Linked DNA regions of Ovis aries: region 1 is linked to region 2. The links are chromatin contacts, called in public Hi-C maps. All regions are on one chromosome and are shown on one strand. The core of a region is the stretch at or near the end of the contact, and the rest is flanking DNA. Distances in the headings are between cores, read along the strand shown.

Region 1 (5,979 bases), core at 3,214-5,713, 110 kb after region 2:
GATGAAGCTGATCCACACCCCTAGGTGGACTTGCAGTAATGCGCATGCTGTAAGGAGGTGAACAAAGGAATGGAGCCACTCTAGGCACAGAGCGTTTTAAACATCAGCCCATGAGGCCTGTCCGTCAGTTAATGAACACTGACCACCTCTCAGCAGATGGTCAAGTGAGTCGGCTGTGTGTCATCTGTCCAAAACACATTGCATGGACTCTCGTTTTTTAGAAGGCAATTGGGATGTTTAGAATAGATCATTTCAAGTAGAAAATACCAGATGTTTCAATGACCATGTCCATTGATCCAGAAATTCTGTTTATAGGAATGTTCACACTGATATATCCACAAGGATATTCAGTCCAGCATAATTTATAATATTTTCATTTTACATATGAAGAAGGTAATGTCAGTAACTTTTCCAAGGTTAAAAGACCCTGTTGCTGGGAAAGATTGAGGGCAGGAGAAGGAGACGACAGGGTGAGATGGTTGGATGGCATCACCGACACAATGGACATGGGTTTGGGTGGACTCTGGGAGTTGATGATGGACAGAGAGGCCTGGCGTACTGAGGTTCATGGGGTCGCAAAGAGTCGGACACGATTGAGCAGCTGAACTGAACTGAACTAGATATTCCCTCTGGTCTCTGAGTTCCTTAAGCCAGTACTTTTGGTCACACTGTTCCTATATTCAGGATAGGCATCCACCACCCCCAATTTCCACTGCCTCTAAGTCCCCCTCCAAGAACGTAGACAACCAGAGATTTTAAACCATAGGTTCTAAATCTCACTTTCCCACGTCCTCCCCTTGGGTACCTGATAGATACACTGAAGAGTCTTTTTTTTTTTTTAATCTGCTTCAGTATCCCACAGCCATTCTTGATACGATGTGGTTTCCAGACCTCCTTCCATTTAAAACGTGGCCCTCTGTGTCCCCTAACGGTGCAGCACCAACGCCGCTTGAGCACAGGCTTTCTGGGATGGACTTGCCTATGTGGAGAGGGTGAGGATCCTGTCTCCCTCGTGCTGGCCACTGCACTGCGATTAACGTGCCCTCTGAAGAGCCATGTTAACCACAAGTCACTGTGCATCTTATCACGCGTGTAACCACAAAACCTCCAGCCCTTTTTCTGACGATCTAAAGCTGAACCCAGAGAGAGAACCACCCCAGGAACCTGGGTATAGAGGTTGGCCCACGCTGCACTGTCAGTGTGTAACAACTAAGTTGTGTTTCCTTAGCTCATTTAGTACACATGCCTCTCTCGCACCCTCTCTCTCTCTCGCTTACCCTGTCTTTTCGCTGTAGGACAACCCAACCTGCCTTCCACGTGGCTAAGGCTTAGAGGAAAACGGTATCGCCCACTGTGCCCTGGCCTTGCTTTACCCAGCAGCACAGCAGGGTGGGGCACTAAACCCGAGCTCTCATCTTAGCGCCCCAGCAACGTGCAGGGTGTCCCTTCACATCTCTGAATCTTCCTGAGCTCACCTTCCTGACCAGAGGCAGGCTTCCCTTGTGGCTTAGCAGGTAAAGAATCCGCCTGCAATGCTGGAGACCTGGGTTCGATCCCTGGGTTGGGAAGATCCCCTGGAGAAGGGAAAGGCTGCCCACTGCAGTATTCCGGCCTGGAGAATCCTGCAGAGCTGGGCACGACTGAGCGACAGTAGACTGAGCTGCCTCCAGTCTCAGATCACAGACTCTGGAGCCTCACAGCCAGAGGAGCCATCTCGTATCCCTCCTAAAGCGGGATCCTTTCCATCGCATCACTGACAGCAGGCCGTTCAGCCCCATCCAGACGCCACTTGCATGCTTCCATCTCTCAGGACTGAATATTTCTCAGTTAACACTTGCTGGCAGCTTGCTGTGTGGTAGCAGCTGTGTTAAGCGGCTTCATGTGCATAATTGCCCCCCACTTCCTACGGCCCTCCTCTGGCAACCATCCATCTGTTCTCTGTATCCATGAGAACGTACGAGATAGAGCGTATGGTATTTGTCTTTCTCTGACTTCTTTTCCTTAGCATAATGCCCGTGAGACCCATCCATGTTGTCATAAATGGCGAGGTTTCTTTCTATGGCTAAATAATATTTCATTGTGTATACAGTATACCACAGTTCTGCATCTGTCCGTGCGTCAGTGGACGCTTGGGTTATTCTGCATCTTGGCTAGTTTTAAATGCTGCTCCTGTGAACGAGGGGCACGTCTGTGTGTTTGACTTGGTGGTGGCGGCTCGGTCGCTAAGTCGTGTCCGACTCTTGTGACTCCATGGATTGTAGCTGCCGGGCTCCTCTGTCCGTGGCATTTCCCAGGTGAGAATAGTATTTTCGTTTTCTTGGGGTAAATACCCAAAAGTGAAATGGCAGGATCATGTGATAGTTCTATTGTTAACTTTCTGCGGAACCTCTGTGCTGCCCTCTAATAGTGGCTGTACCAATCGCGTTCCTACCATCAGTGAGCAAGGCTTCCTTCTGCTCCGCGTCCTCGCCAAACTCTATTTCTTATCTCTTAGATGATAGCCAATCTGACGTGTGTGAGATGATAACCCCTGTGGTTTTGATTTGTATTTCCCTGATCACTGCTAGTGTTTAACATCTTTTTATGTATCTGTTAGCCATATTAGTCCCTTATCAGATATATGAGTTGAATCACTTTCTCCCACTCAGCAGATTGCCTTCTCATTCTGTCGATGGCGTCCTTTGCATGTAGCTTTTTAGTTTGATATAGTCCCACTTGTTTTGCTTTGCTTTTGTTGCTCTTGTTTTTGGTATCAGATTCAAAAAAATCACCATCAAGACCCGTGTCAAGGAGCTTATCACTTAGATTCTCTTCTAGGAGCCTTATGGTTTCAGATCACAGGAATATGGAGAGTATACAACATGCTGCTAAGGTGAATTGAAGGACAGATCGAGAGAGACTTTTAAACGCCTGGACACAAGCAGAAATGGGAGCATAACCTAACAGAACTTGTGAGATGCAGCAGAGGCAGTTCTCAGTGCTACTGCTAAGTTCTTAGCGGTAAAGGCCTCCCTCAAGAAGCAAGGAAAGTCTCAAACAGCCTTGCTCTACACTCAGGGCACCGGGAAAAGATGAGCAAAACAAGCCCGAAGTTGGTAGAATGAAGGGAGCGACGATGATTAGAGCAGAAAGAGAGACTAAAAAGACCATAGAGAAGAGCAGTGAGACTAAGAACTGGTTCTTTCAAAAGATAAAACTGACCAGCCTTTAGCCAGACTCACCAAAGAAAAAGAGAGAGGACTCTGTGTTCAGGTTAGAATGTCCATACTTACTCAGAGCAGTCAAGAGACTCAGTGCAATCCTTATCAGAATTCCAATGGCATTTTCCATAGGACTAGCACGATAATACTACAGTTTATACGGAACCACAGAAGACCCCCATGGCAAAAGCGATCTTGAGAAAGAACAACAAAGCTGGAGGCATCACAAGCCCTCATTTCAAACTATATTACAAAACTGTAGTAATTTAAACAGCATGAGATTGACATTAAAGCAGAAATCAGTGGAGCAGTATAGAGAACCCGGTCATAAACCCACACAGATACGGTTTATTAGTTTATGACAAAAGGAGTCAAGAACATACAGCGGGGAAAGGGCATCCTGTTCAATTAACGGTGCCGAGAAAGCTGAATAGCCAAATGGGAAAGAGTGAGGAGTCGTCCTTTCAACTAACAACCCTTTGGTTAACGCATTCTAGACTCTGCAGAGAACTACGGGAGCATAAATACGAATTAGAAAAGACTCGCCCTTAAGAATCTTTATATCTAGAAGTCTTGATGAGATATGTGTCACACCGTGACCTCTGCAGTAACCCCATTAGGTCGGTCGAGCCAGGATGACTATCCCCGTTTCACAGCTGGAGAAACTGAGCCCGGGGGTGCTGCCTGGGGTGACAGGGCCAGGACCCGGGAACCCGACTCCCAGCTCAGGCCGTGACCACACAGCTTTATCAGTTAAATGAAGTAACTGGTTTTCAGACCCTCACTGTTCCGCTGGTCCTGTTGAAGAGCTGCCTGGCCAAGCTACCCCTTCTTCTGATGCATCCACATCCCCCTGTCCCCTGGTAGCCCCAGGGACACGGTGTCCTTGCCCCAGAGTCCTTGCCCCAGAGCAGCTCTCTCCAGCTCACTTACCTTTTATTTATTTACGCGTATTTCTCTCTCTTTTCCCTTTCAGGTTGTGATCAATTATTCAATCGTGAAAGGGCTGAAGTACAATCAGGCAACGCCAACCTTCCACCAGTGGCGAGATGCCCGCCAGGTCTACGGTTTAAACTTTGCAAGTAAGGAAGAGGCAACCACGTTCTCCAATGCCATGCTGTTTGCCCTGAACATCATGAATTCCCAGGAAGGCGGTAAGTGGGGCTTTGTCTGGCCTGGCGCCCAGACCCTCCCTCCCCTCCCTCCGCCCTTCCACGGCTCTGGCCCCCGGGGCGTCCTCGACTGCAGCTGTGCTGAGCTGACGTCTGTTGGATTCACAGAGAAAACTGCTGCCTAACTCTAGATAGAAAGCACTATTAGCAGTTTAAGCGAGAAGAGAGACCTTGGCATCGTTTCCGCCCTTTGTGAGCTGGAGAGAGCTGTACTGTGTGCCTGAAATGGGGCGTCCAGATGTGTGTTGCCTGTGTCGTCCTTCTTTCCACTTTCTCAGCACATATTTGGCAGAGTTTTGAGGGAACAAACAAAACTGTATTCTTGGATTCAGTTATTCCCAAGTTTAACATACTGTTCCTGAACACTTCTGCGTGTTGCAAACTGTCTGGGGCAAAATAGGTCGGAAGTGAATCGATGGAGCCCATTGACTCATGGCATTTGGTATCCAAGAGAAGAAGGATGGGCCTGTGAACTGCTAGTGATAACGTGTTGCAATAAGGGCTTTGATAAGGTTTGAGCAGGGCAGGGGCTTCAGGAGCATGGAAAGGAAAAGGAGGGACTGCCCAGCTGGACTTCAAGCGGTGGCAACACTTGAGCTGGAGTTTTGACCTGCAGGGAGCTCATGAGATGGGGGAGTGGGCATCCCAGGCAGAGGGAACGGCAGATACAAAGGCTCCTGGGCCTGAAAGCCCAACCTGTGCGTGCAGGAGAGCGAGCAGTGTCTCTGGGGCCCACCGTGCCAAAGGAAGGAGGCTGGACGTGGAACTGGAAGGTGGCAGGGATCGCACAAGGAGAGGCTTCAGCTAACCTGGGAGACTCGTGGTGTAGACAGCGGGGTGGGGGCGGGGAGAGGGGCCAGCAGGAGCGTTTGCAGGGCGGGCAAAGCAGAGACGCAGAAGCACAGGTGGCTCTTCGGGCAGTCTGCAGCGTCCGCTTCCGCAGAAGGACGGGGCCTTCCAGGGTGTCAGCATCTTGGAGGCCAGCGACGTCCAGCGCTTGGCTGGAGGACTCAGCCTCGGTGGGCATGGCGGCGTGGGGCTGGGCCCGAGGCGCCCTGCTGGCCTTGAGGCCAGCGCACGTCACTTAGTCTCTCTGTGTCTGGGTTTCTTTTCTGTAAGGTGGGTGAGGAGTTGCTTTTATGTGTGTGTGCTCAGAACCTTCGGTCGTGTCTCTTTGCGACCCCAGGGACTGTAGTCCGCCAGGCTCCTCTGTCCATGGGATTCTCCAGGCAAGAAAATGAGTGGGTTCCCATTTCCTCCTCCAGGGGATCTTCCCAACTCAGGGATTGAACCCTTGTCTCTGGCATCTCCTGCATTGCAGGCAGATTCTTTACCCATTGAGCAACCTGGGAAGCCTGATTCTATGTTTAAATGAATTCAAATATAAGATGTTAGTGGGCCGCCTGACATGTGTTAATCTCCCAGTATCACTGTTTGTGAGTATTGTTTCTGTCATTGCTGCTGCTGCTGCTGCCAGAATTAAGGCAGGAAGTGGGGAGCCATGGTACTTAGAAGCTGCAGGGAGATGCCTTTTAAATAACTGTTTTGCCTTATAGATCCAAGCTTTGAGACCTAACTTAAACCCTCAGAGAAGTTTGTTTGTTTGT
Region 2 (5,119 bases), core at 2,416-4,915:
TAATGGCATGAATGAGGATCTTCAAAAAAGAGCTGCCATGTCACGGCTGATCCCAAATGCCCTGAGACCACTGTCGTCTTCAATCCGGTGTCTGAGACGAATTAGTAATTTACTTAGGCTCGTTAAAGTAAACGAGACATGGTCTCATTGGTGAATCATCAAAAGCAACTGTGTTTCTTTTGATTATTTGCGATGAGTGAGGTTTGTTTTGGCAATCCCAAGTGATGGAGAAGATGATCCACAGGGCTGGTTCCTCAGGAGTGACTCCAGGCTGGAAAAACTTCTAGACACAGGGCGGGAGCATGGGCAGTGCTGGGCCTTGGAGACTGCAGTTATGTTTTTGTCCTCATACGCCTCACTTACCCATGCGCCCTCTCAGGGCCTCAGCTCTACCCTCTGGACAGGGAGGGTAAATATACATTTTTAGGATTTTTAGCTCTGTTATGTATCTGTAACTCTGACTAACCTGGACTCATCAGACAGCAGAAACCCCATCTTCCCTGCCTCCCCCATGAATGAGAAATCTACTCTAGGAGTGCCTGGGAACTGACCCTCCGGTAGTCAGCCTGGCCACGTATCCCACCCGAACCCTACTGTGAGGTCACTGACTTTGCCGAGCAATCTTTTCAAATTTAAAAACTGGTGACCTCCAGATACAGTTCATTCAGAGACCACAGGTCCAAAAAAATACTTTCTTTTTATCAGAAGAATGGAAAACATGAATTCATGCACTTTTAAGTTCAGTAAATGGGAAAGATGCTAATAGACAATGGTTTCAGGTGTCTGCACAAAGGCAAAGGATGAGGAGCTGTGAGAGTGAGGCGCTGGAGGTGGGCAGGAAAGATCTTTCTGGGAGCGGACTTTGTGTTGACTCTCAGGAGTGCCTACAAGATACTGTGACCGTAAGAAATGGAGGCTCAGAGAGGTCTGAGCTCTCAGGTAAAATGGAGCGCTCTGGCTTCCCAAGCATCCTTCAGCTGGTTAGACAAAGACCAATGCCCACGGGACTTCCATGGTGGTCTGGTGGCTAATGCTCCGAGTTCCCAATGCAGTGGGCACGGGTTCAGTCCCTGATCAGGAAACTAGATCCCACATGCCACAGTGAAGATTGAAAATCCCATGTGCAACAACTAAGACCTGGCACAGCCAAAAACAAAAAACACCAATGCCCATTCAGGGGGTAGTTGGGCCCGACTTAGGGCTCAAGGGGTCCCTACTTGTCTACTGAGCCCTTCCTGCAGCTCAAGAAGCCCTGTAACAAACATCATAGGCAAGAAAGAAACTTCCCCAGGAGCCTGACACAGGTGATTTTAGAAACTAGTGAATTCACAGATTAGTAAGTGATGTTGGGCCACTTTCTCAGTGTTCTGTGGCCCCAACACTTTACTGAGAGGAAGATTTGCAGGTCTTCTCTAGCACCCATATTCTCTGATGGACCTTAAAGGAACTTGAATGTCTTTACTGCTCTAGGAGATTGGTAGTTAAGACTCTTGAGAGTCCCTTGGACTGCAAGGAGATCCAACCAGTTCATTCTGAAGGAGATCAGCCCTGGGTGTTCTTGGGAAGGAATGATGCTAAAGCTGAGACTCCAGTACTTTGGCCACCTCATGCGAAGAGTTGACTCATTGGAAAAGACTCTCATGCTGGGAGGGATTGGGGGCAGGAGGAGAAGGGGACGACAGAGGATGAGACGGCTGGATGGCATCAACGACTCGATGGACGTGAGTCTGAGTGAACTCTGGGAGATGGTGATGGACAGGGAGGCCTGGCATGCTGCTATTCATGGGGTCGCAAAGAGTCAGACACGACTGAGCGACTGAACTGAACTGAACTGAGGAAAGGTTGGCACAGGCATGCATCCCTCACCTTTGGTACTAATGTTCTATAGGAAATCTGCCACCAATCAGTCAGTTCAGTCGCTCAGTCACGTTCGACTCTTTGTGACCCCATGGATTTCAGCACTATATATCCGCCATCAATATCTCCCAGCAAATCTTCCTCCAGCTGCAGACTCCAGGGCATCAGGGAAAGTGCTTGATCTAGTGGTCAGAGTGGGCCACATGCTTCAATAAACCAGGCCGAGAACAAACAGGTCAATGTCCTGGGAGGCTCTTCTCACAAAACTTTGCTATGAAGGAACCAGGGATGATCCTGCCTCTGCAGAGCACACTGGGACATCTCCAGGGGACCTGGGGCTTGTCCATTTAGGAATTTTTAGGGTCTAATAAGTCTCTTCTATAGCCAGTCTTGGCCCCAGTAAGAGAGACACAAATAAGGTTAGGAAGGGCTTAAAATCTCTGAGGCTCAGACAGAACTGTGGAGGACCAAGGTGCACTTTGAGTCTGAAGACATCGGCTCAAACAAATGGGGGAAGGAAAGTGGAGGTGTGACGGCCAAGGGTTAAGAAGTCTGAGTACAGGTGGATGCTGAGGGAGGGGACAATCACCACAGCAGATGAGAATGGACGAAGCAGATGAGAATGGACAGGCACTGGGATTCTGAATCAAAAAAAACCTTAGCTTGAGAACTGGCGCCACTACTTCCTGTATCTTGGGCAAAACCACTCGGTCCTCACTGCCAGCCAGGGGTAAATAGCGACCCCTTTGCTGCCCTCCTAATGCATGCCAGACACCGCTAAACGTTTCACGTGCTCTTGCTCGGATGCAATTGTTTAGAAGACAAATTTCATTGTTGCTGTGAGAGGAGAATGGGAGCATTAGTGGCGATAGTGCGAAAGCGCAACGCATGGTGTCTAATTAGATGCAGAAAGTCAGACTTGGAGGGTTTAGTACTTCCAGCAACGAGAATGGCTAACCTTCAGGAAGGGCTGGGGATTTAACAGTCAGAGAAAACCTGGACAACCTAGCGCAGCCGATGTGATTGTTCTCAAGTGTTTGGTTTGGGGGCGCCAGGTGGGGCTTTATGGATTGAGATCCTTCAGCTGTTGTTGATACTGGCTCCAAGCTACGACTCCCCATCCCAGCCTTGACTCTGTATTTACAAAGACAGGAGGTCGTTCGACGCCCTGAGAATCCAGGTGGCTCACTGGCTTCGAGCAGGCGGAGCCCACCGCAGGGCGCGGAGAAGATGGAATTCTCCCACCAAGGCCAAGGACGCCGAAGCTCTACGCTTCCTTTGTGGTTGGGGGAGGCGCCGGGCGCAGGGAGGGGGCGCCGCGCTCCAGGTGCCGCGCGGCCGCCCCGCCCACTTTAGCCCCGGCCCTCCTCCTCAGCCCCGCCTCTCAAGGCTCACGCTTACTTCTAAGCCCCGCCCCCGCCACATCCACCCATCCCGGCCAGGCCCCTACCGAGCTCCTTCTCGCCGCTCAAGGCACCATTTCTTCGAAGCCCCGCCCCTCACAATCAGGCCTCGCCCTAAGCCCCGCCCCTCGCGGCCAGGCCTTGCTCCCTATCCCCGCCCTCTAAGCCCGCCCCGGCCCGCCCCCTAAGCCCGCCCCGGCCCTCCTCCTCGGTCCCGCCTCTCAAGGCTCGCGCGTTCTTCTAAGCCCCGCCCCCGCCACATCCGCCCGTCCCGGTCAGGTCACTACCGAGCTCCTTCTCGCCGCTCGAAGGCTCTGTTCCTTCGAAGCCCCGCCCCTCCAGGCCGGGCCTCGCCTCAAGTCCCGCCCCCTAGGCCCCGCGCCGCCCCTCGCAGCCTCGGGCTCCGTTCTGCCGGAGGCGCGGGCTCTGGGGCCCCGCGCCTTTTGTGTGGTGCTTGGGCCGTCGCGCGCGCTTTCCCCTCAGTCTCGACTCCTGGGCTGAGTTCGCCCGCGCGCGCGCGCGCGCACCCGCGCGCCTGCCCGTCTCTCCGTCGACGGCGTCGCAGACGCCCGCGCCCGCCCGGGGACTGCGCCCCGAGTCTCGGGCGGGCGCGCGCGCTCCCCCCGGGCCGGCGGGACCCGGACGGCGCTCTCCCCTTCCCCCTAACCCCCGGCGGCGCGCGCACACAGCGGCCCGGGCACGCGCCCGCCAAGATGGCAGGGGCCGGGGCCCGGCTGTCAGGCGCCGCCGCCTCAGCCCGTCCCCGCAGCTAGCGGCCCGGACGCCCGCACGGAGAAGATGAGCCCCCGCTGCCCCCCGCAGCCCAGCGAGACGCGGAGCCGCCGCGCCCGGGGCCGGCTGCCCCGCTAACGCCCCGCGCCCCGCGCCGCGCCCCCCGGCCCGCGCGCCCGCCCGCCCCGGCAGCGACAATGAGGTGAGTCTGGCTGGCGCGTGGGGCGACCCGGCGGGCGGCGTGCGGAGCGCGGGGAGGGCCTCAGGAGCACCGGCGGTGGGGGGCCTTCGGGGACGCTGGGAGGGTCTGGGGGAGTCGACGCGGGCGGCGCCCGCCTGTGCAGCTCGCGGGGGGCTGGGGGCCCGGTGGGGAGGCGACCCCGCGGGCGTGTGTGGCCGCGCCCGGCCGCGAGCAGCACCCGCACTCTGGCCGCCCTCCCCCGGACTTCGTGCCCTCGGCCTCGGCCGCCCTGTGCCGCCGCCCCGAGCTCGCACGTTAAGGGGTCGTGTCCTTCCACCTGGAGCTGCTCGCCTGCCTCTGCTCCCTTTTTCTCGTCCCCATTTCCTTTCTTCTTGCACGCCACTAAAGTGCAAGACCCACAACGTACCATTCCGTGGTTCATTACCCAGCCAGGGGGGATTGATGGTTATCAGTTCGAGAAAAAAACATTGCCAGCACCAGGAACTCGAAATTCTCTTTCTCCAGAGGTCAGCTGACTTGTGCGGATAATCACTTCCTTGCCTTTTGTCTGTGTAAGTGTACCTTCCAAACATAATATCCCATAAACACTATAGTGTCTTTCGTTTTTGCCCGTTTTGTGATCTTTATATAAATGAAATACTCATGCAATATATAGTCTTTTGTGTGTCTGGCTTCTTTCACTCAAGGTGTTTCTGAAATGCATCCTTTACTTCAACTGCTGCTCATTTTTATTAATCTGTCGTATTCCATTATATGAAGATACTACATCTTAATCATTCCGCTATTTGAGGACATTTGTTTCTTAAACGTCAGCCGCTCAGTCGTGTCCGACTCTGCGATTCTATGGACTGTAGCCTGCCAGGCTCCTCTGTCTTTGGGATTCTCCAGGCAAGTGTACTGGAGTGGGTTGCCATTCCCTTCTCCA

The links. A called contact is a pair of places that touch in the nucleus more often than the background predicts.
Region 1: a contact with region 2 is called in a Hi-C map of tail adipose tissue, with 4 times the contacts expected there. The contact joins the enhancer-like site here to the promoter of EVL in region 2. A contact is called at or near these places in 13 of 16 Hi-C or Micro-C datasets (blood, hypothalamus, liver and 6 more).

What each region holds. Positions count from the first base shown.
Region 1 is chr18:62,693,213-62,699,191 of ARS-UI_Ramb_v3.0, forward strand. It overlaps EVL (Enah/Vasp-like), which reads left to right. Exons shown (of 16, transcript XM_027957393.3): 5 at 4,177-4,354. Among named protein-coding and RNA genes, the nearest start is that of DEGS2, 60 kb to the right of the region's middle. Within about 2 kb of position 4,464, at least 6 of the 54 cell types and tissues checked have an H3K27ac peak or open chromatin away from gene starts, as enhancers often do. A contact at or near this core is called in hypothalamus and tail adipose tissue, where this site is marked.
Region 2 is chr18:62,587,388-62,592,506 of ARS-UI_Ramb_v3.0, forward strand. It overlaps EVL (Enah/Vasp-like), which reads left to right and starts at 3,666. Exons shown (of 16, transcript XM_027957393.3): 1 at 3,666-4,194.